2 separate regions of the Mus musculus genome follow, and region 1 is linked to region 2. The links are chromatin contacts, called in public HiChIP or PLAC-seq maps. All regions are on one chromosome and are shown on one strand. Each heading gives the region's core, a stretch centred on a gene start, on an enhancer-like site or on the middle of the called end of the contact. The rest is flanking DNA. Distances are from core to core; before and after follow the strand shown.

Region 1 (5,644 bases), core at 596-3,095, 130 kb before region 2:
TAGAGGGACAGACAGACAGACAATGAGGCAAAGGCTCTGCCGGGGTGAAAAGCAACACTGATCAACTCCTATCACACACCAAGCGGGTTGCAGGTCCCCTGGGAGGCAGCGTCCCATCCCTCCATCCCTCCCTGCAGGTCTCTGTCCAGGTGTACGGGCACCAGAACCAGACATGAAGGCCCATCTCTGTATGCCCTCCTGCCCACCCTGGGGTCATCCCTCACTCCACTCAGGCCCTGTCCTGTCCTAGACTTGGAGGAGAGGTAATCGAGAGGGGACAGGAGGTAGCTGGGTTTCTGGCAGGAGGTGGGAGGCTGTTGGGGTGCCCCCACCCTGTGGTGGCCCTGTTGGAGACTATAGCAGTGCCCATGGGCCTCAAGATTGCAGGTGCTCCAAGGGAACACAGCCTGTGGCGGGACCTGTGCCAGCGGCTGTCGCAGGACAGGGCTGAGGAGCTGATGGAGTGGGGATGGAGCAGTAGGGACCCCCATGTCTGTGTCTGGGATGCAGGAATTCAGGGTCATTGTACACCCCCCCCCATCCTATCCCCTGTTTTCCTGAGTCCCGGGGGGAGGGACTCAGGCTAACCAAATGGCGCGCAGATAGGGCAGTGACTGCAGCCAGCACAGCAGGCGCCCTTCCTATGCATCAGCCGCTCCTGCCTGTGGAGGGCGGAAGCTGCTGGATTTTGTGCCTTGTCAAGGCCCACTGGGTGGCAGAGGGGGTCTGGCCTCAGGACTTACCCTCTGGCTCCCAATGGTCCCTCCACATGGCACCCCTGAGTGCTCACACACATAGAATCCCCTGAAACGGGGGGGCAGTAGGGGGAGAGGGGTCCCCATAAACATGATCACCCACCCACTCACACAAACAGCAGAGACAGACACACCCTCACACACGGCCTCTCTAATCCATGGACACAGGGCTGCCTGCCCCCCATGCAGGTGCGCATGAGCGCGCAAGCACGCGAGCGCGCGAGCAAGCACACACACACACACACACACACACACACACACACACACACACACACACTCCTGTAGCCTCCAAGATTTTAACCCAGATAGAAATATGTGTGCCGCCGCCGTGTATTGGAGCAAGTGTGTGAAGGCAGGGCTGGAAATGGAGACAGAGATGGAGACAGAGATAAAAAGAAACAGAGATGGAGACAGAGAGACAGACCAAGAGAAAATGACAGAGATGGTGAGAGGCACGGAAACAGAGACAAAGATAGAAAAGGGGGGGAAAAGACAAAGACAAAAACCGGCACAGAGATAGACAGAGGCCAAGGGACAGAGACCGTGACAGAGAGGCAGAAACAGAGAAATAGACAAAAAGACGGAGATGGAGAGATGGACCCAGGAGCAGAGACTGACAGGATCAGAGAAGCGGAGGCACGAGAGACCGAGAGATAGACAGAAAGACAGAGAGGCAGAACCCCCCCACCCCCCCACCGCCTCAGGGCTGGCCACCACACGCTGCCTTCACTAGCTTGCCTCGGCAGGGGCCGGGGGCCTTTGTTCCCACACATGTGGCCAGGGAGCTTTCTCCTCAGTCCACTCGGCTCCACGATCCCCACTTCCTGATACTCTGGCAACGACCAGCCAAGGGTCTGTGCTCACCGAGCCCACCATCCCCCAGGCCAGCGCCCGGGTCTCCTCCCCCACCAAGGCTGCCAGTGCACACCCCGTCGAGGCTTCTGCAGTAGCAGCTCCCCTCCCTCCCCTCCCGCCTCTCCTGCCACCACCATCTCCTTGTCCTTGTCTCCCCGCTCCCAGAGCACACACTCTGAGGGACACTCACCCTGGCGGCTTGGCTTCCGATGGCCTTCTCTCTGTGCCCCAGGCCCCCCCCTCCACATGCCTGCAGTTGCCCGGGGCCCTGCCACCCCAGCTTCCTACTGCTTCCCGTTGAGCTTGTGCTGAGGGGGGGGGCGCAGGGGCTTCTTGGGTCTCCCTGCACCCCCCCCCGTCTGTCGCCCTCCCCACCCTCTAGGGGAGCCTGGCCTTTTTCTCTTGGCCACCACACGAGCAAGCCCTTGCCTCCTGTGGTCCTGTGTCCCCCACTTTACTCCCCCCAACACCAGCTTCCTTTCTCTTCACTCACAGACACAGCCTCTGCCCCTCTCCCCAGCTCCCCGACTCTGTCTTGTCTCCCCGAGGACCCCCAGACCTCTTGTCGGTCTGTCCTCCTCCTCCACTGTCCCTGTCAGTCTGTCATTGCTGGGAGCCTGGCTCAGTCAGGTTCCCACTGTCCGTCTGTCTGTCCTGGGGCCTGCCTCCTTGTCTCTCTCCCAGCTCTGCCTTGCTCCCTTTCTCTGCGATTACAATTTCTAGTCACACGGCAGTGCAGAGCCCAGCTCGCTCCCTCCCCGCCCCCTCCCTCCTTCTTTCTCTCCTTCCAGCGGGGAGGGCGCTCCCTTCCTCCTTCCCTCCACCCTCACTCAACTCCCCCCTCCCAGCTAGCTCGGCCAGGGGGTGGCCTCCCCCTCCCCCGCTAATCAAAGGCTCCGTTATCTAATTAACCCGTTGGTTCTGGGCAGTCAGGGAAGGTCGGGGGAAGCGGGGGAGGAAGGTTGTCGGCTGTGCTGCCAGGGGAGAGGGGTTTGGACTGTGCCAAGCTAGAGCCTCATGGCAGGCACACACACACACACACACACACACACACACACACACACACACACACACACACAGCAGCCTCGGCTGCAGAACCAGGCTGGGCAGCATGGACTCCATGCCGCTGGACCAAGACATCCCTCCTACATCCTCAGGGTCCACCCTGGCGCTCCTGCATCTGCTCTAGGTCCCCCCACTACCTCATGCAGCTGCTGATTCAACCCCATTCCAGTATTCCAGTCAACCTATGCCAGCCAACTTAGGCCCATGTCACCATCAACCTTTCAGCTGAGACCAGCACTCATTCTTGCCACAAAGAAAGCTACCCCTGATGCCAACCCCCCCCCAGCCACAGACTAATACCCACCTCCTGGTGCCCTCTGCAGAACAGGCTGTGAAGCTACACTTTGCTATTCACTTCATGTGTCCCTTCATCTATCCATGCTTCCTTCTATCTGTCCATACAGCCATTCATCTATCTATCCATATACCCATACAGTCATCTATATATCCACCTATCAACCCACTCCTCCATCCAACATCCATCCATCCATCTGTCCATCTATGTATCCACCCTCTACCCATCTATCCATCCTCTTATCTATATATCTATCCTTCCATTTACCTATTTCTTTCCTTGTCCATCCAACCCTTTATCCATGCATCCATCTCTTCTGCTACCCGTCCATCCATTCATCCATTCATAAATTCCCTTATCTACATACCTATTCATCCATCCCGTTAGCCATCTCTCCATTCTTTATCCATGCATCAGCCATCCATTTATTGATTTATCTTCACTCATTTATGTCTCTACCCATCCCTTTATGTATTCATCCATCCATCCATCCATCCATCCATCCATCCATCCTTCTACCTCTTTATATCTGCCCATCTATCACCCCTCCCTTTTCCACTTACTCTATCTAAAACCTATTTATGAAGCCCCCACTCTGTGCCAGGCACTGAAGCATATGCCAAGTGCTTACGAATGGGTACAAGGCTCAGCATACCATGACCCACAAATGCAAGTAGTGCTAGTTAGAGCTCTGGGAAGGGGCTGAGCTGGATTTCTGAATCTGCCTCTTTGCCATATGGCCTCAGTTTCTGAGTTCTGGTGTCCTTCACTGTGAGGAGGGTAGTACAGGCTGCCTGCCATAGTGGCTGGAGGTTGAAAGAGTAGTGTTCTGAACACAGGCTGTCCTGTCTCAGCTCATGCTCAGCTAGCTCCTGACCTAGCCATCACCTCACTCCTGCCTGGACTCTGCTCCACAGTGTGTCTGGTCCCTCAAGTGACCAGCCAGATCCCTCCCTTTGCTGCTCAGGGCCCTCCAGCAACTTCTGAATCACACAGATAAAGGTTAAAAACCTCACTCCTCAGTCAGCTTCTGCTCTGACCTCCCTCCTGGAGCTGAGCACCAGCCTGGGGCTGAGGGCGAGCGAGGCTTTGTGGTTGTTCTTCACTCTGCCTGTATCCCTCTGACACCGCTCTCACTGAATGATGCCTGGTTCTTTCTCCCTCAGGTTACCTAATCTCTCAGACCATAGCTACTGGAATTCACTTTCTCCAAGAGTGGGGTCTCATCGGCTTTGGTTTCTGTTTGGTGTTGAAACCTGTGACAGATCCTGGTAGGCTCAGGGAATGCCAGATGAGAGGAGGAATGGACACACTGTATGGATGCCTGGCTTCACACCTGCGCTGTTAGGATCCATCTCTGCCTCTTGTCACAGATGCACTGGCACCCAGTCCTGGCACACTCTAAGAGCTGCCCAAGTCTGGAACATCTCTTCACCTGAGGTCTCCACCCTAGGAGGTCACTGCCTTTCACTGGACACCTGTGTTTCAGGTCCTCCTCCGTCCCTCTTTGCCACAGTCCCATCTGGCTGGCTAGATCCCAGTGCATTGCTAGGTGCCCCTCTAACTAATCTGTCACTAGGGGAGTCTCATCTTTGCTTGGAACCAGAACCTGCTCATGGAGCTATACACTGGCCAAACTGGTGCAGAGAGCAGGCTAGCTGCTCTTTCTGAGTGTGCACCTGCACCAGTTCCAGGCTCAGGTTGCATTGGAGCAGGCTCACAGCACACAGCTGTGACTCTATTACCAGCATGGATACCACACCCTTATGCAGTGGTTCCCGAGGAAAAAGCTGCTCTCTGGGCAGCAGCCCTCTAAGAACTGCTGGCACTCCCCATTTCACAGATAGGTTTAGACATTGGCTCAAGGTCCAATATAGAGTTAGGAAAGAGGATAGGCATAGAGGCACAGACTTGTTATCCCTGCTATGCAGAGGCTAAGTAGAAGAATGGCAAGTTCAAGGCCAGCCTGGGCAACTTAATAAGATTCTGTCTCTAAAGAAAAAGTGGGTTGGGGATGTAGCTCAGCAGTAAAGCATGCATCTAGACCCCCAGTGAGGGGTTGGGGGTATAGTAGAGTTTTTGCCTAGTCTGCAAAAAAGCCCAAGGTTCATTGCAAGTACTGCCAATACATACATATATACATACATGCATACACACATATCTATCTATCTTTTTAAAGATTTATTTATTTTATGTATATGAGTACACTGTAGCTGTCATCAGACACATCAGAAGAGGGCATCAGATTTCATTACAGATGGTTGTGAGCCACCATGTGGTTGCTGGGAATTGAACTCAGGACCTCTGCAAGAGCAGTCAGTGCTCTTAACCGCTGAGCCATCTCTCCAGCCCCTATCTATCTATCTATCTATCTATCTATCTATCTATCTATCTATCTATCTATCTATCTGGGATGAGTGCTTCTTGGGTAAAATGCTTGCTTGAGTTCAGTCACCAGAAGCAATGTAGGCAAGCTAGACTTGGAGGTATACTTGGAGGAGGAGGGGGGAGGGAAGGAGGAGGGGGGGAGGGAGAGGGGGAGGAAGAGAAAGAAGGAAGCAGGATCTCTGGGCTTGCCAGCTAGCCAGCCCAGGCAAATAGGTGAGCTCTGGGCCAATGAGAGACCCTGTTGAAAAACAAGATGAGCTGGCTTAGTGGGTAAACTGCCTGCAGC
Region 2 (5,245 bases), core at 1,993-4,492:
GTAGTTGGGATTCCCTCATTTGATGGCATAAGGAGTTTAGGGAGAGGAAAGGTCACCATCAGAGGCAACTCAGCTGGTGATTTGGACTCTGGGAAGTCTTGAAGAGCCCACTGGGGAGTTCTTTTGGAGTTGGAGTGGATGAGTTCCAGGGAATGACTTCTGTTAAGAGTTCTGTGCCCTTACCTCCAGGTAGGGTACCCCTTTCTCAAAGGACTGAGGGTACTCTCTTAGAAGCCTCTCCTCCTCCAAGAAGTTGGCATCCCGGCCTGAGGTGGCTGGCTGGAACAGTCCATAGTTCAGCACGTCCTGTAGACTCTCGCTCAGGGCACAGAGTACTTGCTGTTTGGCTGTCCAGATGGTGGCATCTGGGTTGAAGCGTAGGCATTTCTGGTGGGAGACAGGATGTCTGGGGCTAGGTTGGGTCAAGGGTATGAGGGTCAAGGGTAGGTTGGAAAAGGAATAAGATTCCAGCTAGATCTGGGATTGAGAGTGGGGAAAGACTTGGCCAATGTGTCTGTCAGCTGGCAGGTGAGTGACCACTCACCGTCTGATGCAAGTCAGGGATGCCAATCCTGAAAACCATCATGCTGAAGTGGGCGTCGTCAGGGACAGACATGGAGCGTCCCTGGAGGCCTCGGGTAGAGGCCAGGTTACCAGGTGCTCCGCTGCCTCGGCCCCGAGTCCCCTGGGGGCCTCTTCCTGGCCCGTCTGGGGAGCTGTCCGATTCTGAGCCCCCCTCGGGACACTCGCTGGCACTGTGTCTTTCCTCGTCCTCGCTTGTCGCGGGGCTGTGGGTCATCGTGGGGCCACGGGGCGACGGGGGACAGCAGCATCACAGGCAGCTGAGAAAAGCAAGGGTGATCCTCACTGTTGAGCCACTCAGAGGCCACCAGTACCAGTGGACAGACACAGGGGCAGCCAAGGGAGACTAGACATGCCCTCAGCCCCCTGCACAGACAAGTTTGCACCACCTCTGCAGCCTTCCTGGCACCTTTCTCCTCCCTGTCCTTGGCCCTGCTTGCAGCCCCCCACCCCCCTGCGCTCCACTTTGTGGCTGACCCAGTGTGTCCTAGAAATCACAGAATCACCGCGGGAGCTAGTGGCCCACTTTGTCAAACTACAAAAAAATGAAGCTAAAATTAGCTAAGGACAGACAGGTGGACCAATCCACCCCGGCATCCTGCCCTCCTGGCCGGAGCCTGGCCCCTTCACCCCAGGGAGGTGGAGACTGACTTTTATAGTAAAGGTGAGATGGAGGTGTGAGTTTTGAGCCTGGGGCAGCAGGAGGTGCCCGAGAGCTGGTGACTTCACTGAAGTGTGGCTGACCACATGTTTAGAGGGCTGCTGCTGGGGAATGAGCTGTCCCTGTAGGGGATGGAGGGACACGAGTGGGGGTGGATGAACAGAAAAGAGAAGTTCCCCTGAGCTGGGCCCAAGAGACCCATGATGAGAGGTTACTGGGGCGTGTGAAGAGGATGTGTGGGTGGATAGGGAGGCTGGCCCTGGCTCTGGCTGGAAAGTCCAGGTGACAAGCTGTGGTGGCCTGGGTGGGTGTGGGCAGCTGCAGGTGACCTGTGGGTGTTTCAGGAATGGCACAGCAGGGTGGGTGGGCTGGCACTGCTTGGTACTGGAGGCTCCACCGAGGAGAATTTGGATTGGGTGGGGTGTCTGGGGAGGAAGCTAAGAAGTGAGCTGCAACAATATGGGGACCAGGAGATGGGGAGGGTCGTCCCTCTCAAAGTGGCCTACTGAGGGGTGGCTCCATTCCAAATGCGGTCCTCTTCTCTCCTGTTTGCCACCCCCTACTCCCCACTCTAGAACCGGAAAGCAGAATGTCTGGTCTGGTCCCTCCCACCCCACACCAGGCCCGGCTCCTGCACCGTTGCCATGGAGATGGGAAGCAGTGGAGGGTACTGCTGACTTTGGGGGAGTGGGGATGGGCTGGGGGGAGGGAGGGTTGGGGAAGGAAAGACGAAATGTTTAAGGAAGAGAGTTCCAAGAACTGTAGGCGAGCAGGCGTCTAACCACGGGCTGAGGAACCCTCCCCCTCGCGGGGACCGAGCTCTGAAGCACCCCATCCCAGGTACCCTGCCTTGTGGCTCAACCCGCTGGGCTGGGGAGGAGACCCGGGCCTCCAGCTCAGTCTGCTGACCGCCCTACACCACATCCCGCCTGGCAGTGTGACCTCAGCCACTCCCCCTCGGCTGACCCTGGCTGACATCCCCTTTGCAGCCCCAGCTCTGCAGGAAAGGGGTGGCAGGTGGGATAAAAGGTCAGCAAAGGCTAGGTCCCCTATAGCGCGGGCTCCACTGCCCCAACACCCAGGACAGCTCGGGGCCCCTCCCCCTCCGGCCTCGAGGGAGGGAGCGGGCACACTCCGCCGGGGCGGCATGAATCAAAAGCTCGGCGGCTAAGAATAGCTGGCACGCAGCTGGTACCGAGACGGGCTGAGGAATCGGCGAGGGGGGGGGGTGGCTAAGGGGAGAGAGGGGGTGCCCTGAGAGGCTGCGGGGGGACAGGGGACGGCTGGCGTGGCCAGGAGCCGGGCCCGGGGAGAATGAATGGAGGTGGAGGAAGGCGGGAGCAGGGAGGTTGGTGAAAGAATAGCCCTGGGTCGGGAGAGGGAGCTGGGACTGGGGGCGGGAGCAGAGGGGGCGCGCCGGCCTGCGGAGAAGGAACCTGAGGCGCGATGGGCACGCGAGGCGCGGGTGGAAAGGAACTACAGACGCCTGGAAGGGGCGCCGGGTCCAGGCGTCGTAGGAGGCTCTGGCCCAGACCCTGGGTTGGAGTGGTTGGAGACCAGGGTGACCTAGGGGAGGGGCCCAGGTGTGCTGGGGTGGGCGAGGCGGGGGAGTGGCCGAGCCGGGTTGGGAGGCGGGGACCAAGACCCAGTCTTGGCCCCGGAGAGCCTCCGAGACCAGTTCGGCTTAGGGGGCGCAGCACGTGGGGGATGGGGCACACCCTCCTAGCAAGGATACGATCTGGGACGGGGCACTCGGGACCAGGTCGCAACCCAATTTGATGTCACCCTTAGGGGCCATGCTACCTTCCACACCCTCACCCCCCCATACACACACCCTAAATGTACACCCAGGCCGGAGCCGGCGCCAGGCCAAGGACATCCGGGGCGCCTCCGCCCTCTCCCGCAACCCCAGTTCTCGCAATTGCACCCTACCCCAGAACCACCCTGTAGTGTCCCGTGCCCTTACCTGCCTGGCGGGGCTGCTGAGTCCCGGTCGGCGCCTCCACTGCCACCCGGCTCGCTCTCTTTCGCACTCGCTGTCTCTCCCTCACCCGGTCTCTCTCTCTCTCTCTCTCTCTCTCTCTCTCTCTCTCTCTCTCTCTCGCTCTCCTCTCTCTCCCTCCCTCCCCTCCCTCCGCCCTCTCCCCTCCCTCCGGGAGCCCGCAGAGAGATATCGCCCCTCCCTGAGCCCCCAAACCTCGCCCATTCTCCCCCCAACACACGCGCGGCTCCACCCCCCCCCTCGCCCTCCTCCACCCTTCATCTCCACTGCCCCATCCTCAAACCCAGACTCCACCCCTGCTCACCCCCATGTACCCCTAGTGGGATCCTGCTCTTCCTAGGGGAGCCCCTCCTCCAGATTGCTCCCCACCCTTTCTACACATGGTGGGGTGCTATTTGTATTTGTAGAGTCTGTATGTTCCCAAATCGAATACTGTGGGTTATAGATTCTGGTCCTGTACCCCCAAATGTGTGTACCTTCACCCCTCCACCCCGACACACACACACATACCCCTCCCCACATGCACACAACTTTCCATATGAGCTCACATACATGGAAGTACCTGAGGCACATACCCCTTCCCCCAAGCTGGTCCTGTAAACCAAGCATACCCACAGCTACCTACTCCTTAGGGCATGCTTGCCCAGTACACACAACCAGAGACACACACCCAGCTTCATGCACAATGTCACACCCCTGTGCCACAGCATACCGACAGCACCCTGCAAGATTGACCTACACCATACTCCAACTACATACTTAGATCTACCTACAAGAAGCACGGTAGACAGACCTGTGTGCTGTCCGAGCCAGCTCACCCACTCCACTGGTCATCACAGGTGTTTTTGCCTGTTTGCCTGTACACCCTGCCCACAGCACACCTCCCACCCCCCCAGCTATCCTTGAGTATACTATAGGTGCCAGGTTCAGTGACTTCTTTCCTGTCAAAGCACACAGAAAGGCTAAGTAATTTGGCCCAGGCCACCCAGCTATAAAGAGGTGGTATCAAGGGTGAAGAACACAGAAGGCTGTCTCCATCTTCTCCACAGGCCTGCTATGGTGTTTCAAAGAACATACCTGAAGATGTATACCCTTCTGCATTCTATAACGCCTCCAATTTCACACACATGGACACACAAAGCTAATTGTGTGCAGGTAGTCAGCTTTCTCCTACCTGGTACATTCACAGAGGAAGGCAGATTCATTCAGCATATTTCAGCCCTCTTCAGCCATGACTTCCACTTTGCCCAGCAGCGTCCCCAGGGCCACTAGGGAACACCAGCTCCTACAGAGGGTTGTTCTAGATAGTTTCTGAGTTTGTCTTCAGCTGCAGCTTCTCTGGGGCATCCTGGGATAAACTGGAGTTGGTACCCAGCTTAGAGAGGCCCTCATCTTGATGCACCCACCCAGGTGCCGAGCAGCTGCGCCCATGGAGAACAGCTGCTGGTGCTGGTACATACACTGAGCGGCTATGAGGCATTCTGCAGTTTACAAAGCCCCTCTGCATTATATGGAGGTCTCCAGCTTCCGAAGAGAGACCTCCGTGCTACAGATGAGCATCCGAGAGGCTCCGAGAATCAGTTGGCTGCCCAAGGTCACTCTGCCCTCTGCGTACTAGGCTTTCTTGAAAACTGGTGTGTTCCTTTACAAGGCCCCTCATGGGACTCACAGCAGCTGAGGGCAGATGTGAGGTACCTGCTTGGAGCCAGCAGCCTTGGTACATGATGCCACACCTGTGACCTCCATACGGCTGCCATGTCTCCTCTCTGAGCTTCTTTGCTTTTTCCTTGCAAACCCTGGGCCCCTAGATCTTTGGCTCATGAATTGGCAGGACCTGCGGGACTAAAGCTCTGCAGGACTCATGAGCCTGGCATGGTGTGGGTAAGGCATGGCCATCTACTCTCCTGGCATTGGAACCTTCCACTGCCCTCAGCGCCTGCACTCAGGCAGACACCTTGAGAACTCCGGTGCAACCTAAACACAAAAGTCTGATTTTTAAG

The links. HiChIP or PLAC-seq counts read pairs in DNA pulled down with a chosen protein or histone mark.
Region 1: an H3K4me3 HiChIP or PLAC-seq map of embryonic stem cells shows a contact between it and region 2, with 3 times the contacts expected there. The contact joins the promoter of Lrrc4b here to the promoter of Shank1 in region 2. A contact is called at or near these places in 3 of 39 promoter capture datasets (embryonic stem cells, hippocampal neurons and stem cell-derived epiblast-like cells), 3 of 484 Hi-C or Micro-C datasets (all in embryonic stem cells) and 7 of 115 datasets of contacts at active chromatin or transcription factors (bone marrow-derived macrophages, double positive thymocytes, embryonic hindbrain and 2 more).

What each region holds. Positions count from the first base shown.
Region 1 is chr7:44,438,688-44,444,331 of GRCm38.p6, reverse strand. It overlaps Lrrc4b (leucine rich repeat containing 4B), which reads right to left and starts at 1,845. Exons shown (of 3, transcript NM_198250.1): 1 at 1,801-1,845.
Region 2 is chr7:44,308,261-44,313,505 of GRCm38.p6, reverse strand. It overlaps Shank1 (SH3 and multiple ankyrin repeat domains 1), which reads right to left and starts at 3,242. Exons shown (of 25, transcript NM_001034115.1): 1 at 3,210-3,242; 2 at 545-842; 3 at 184-387. The coding sequence starts at 799.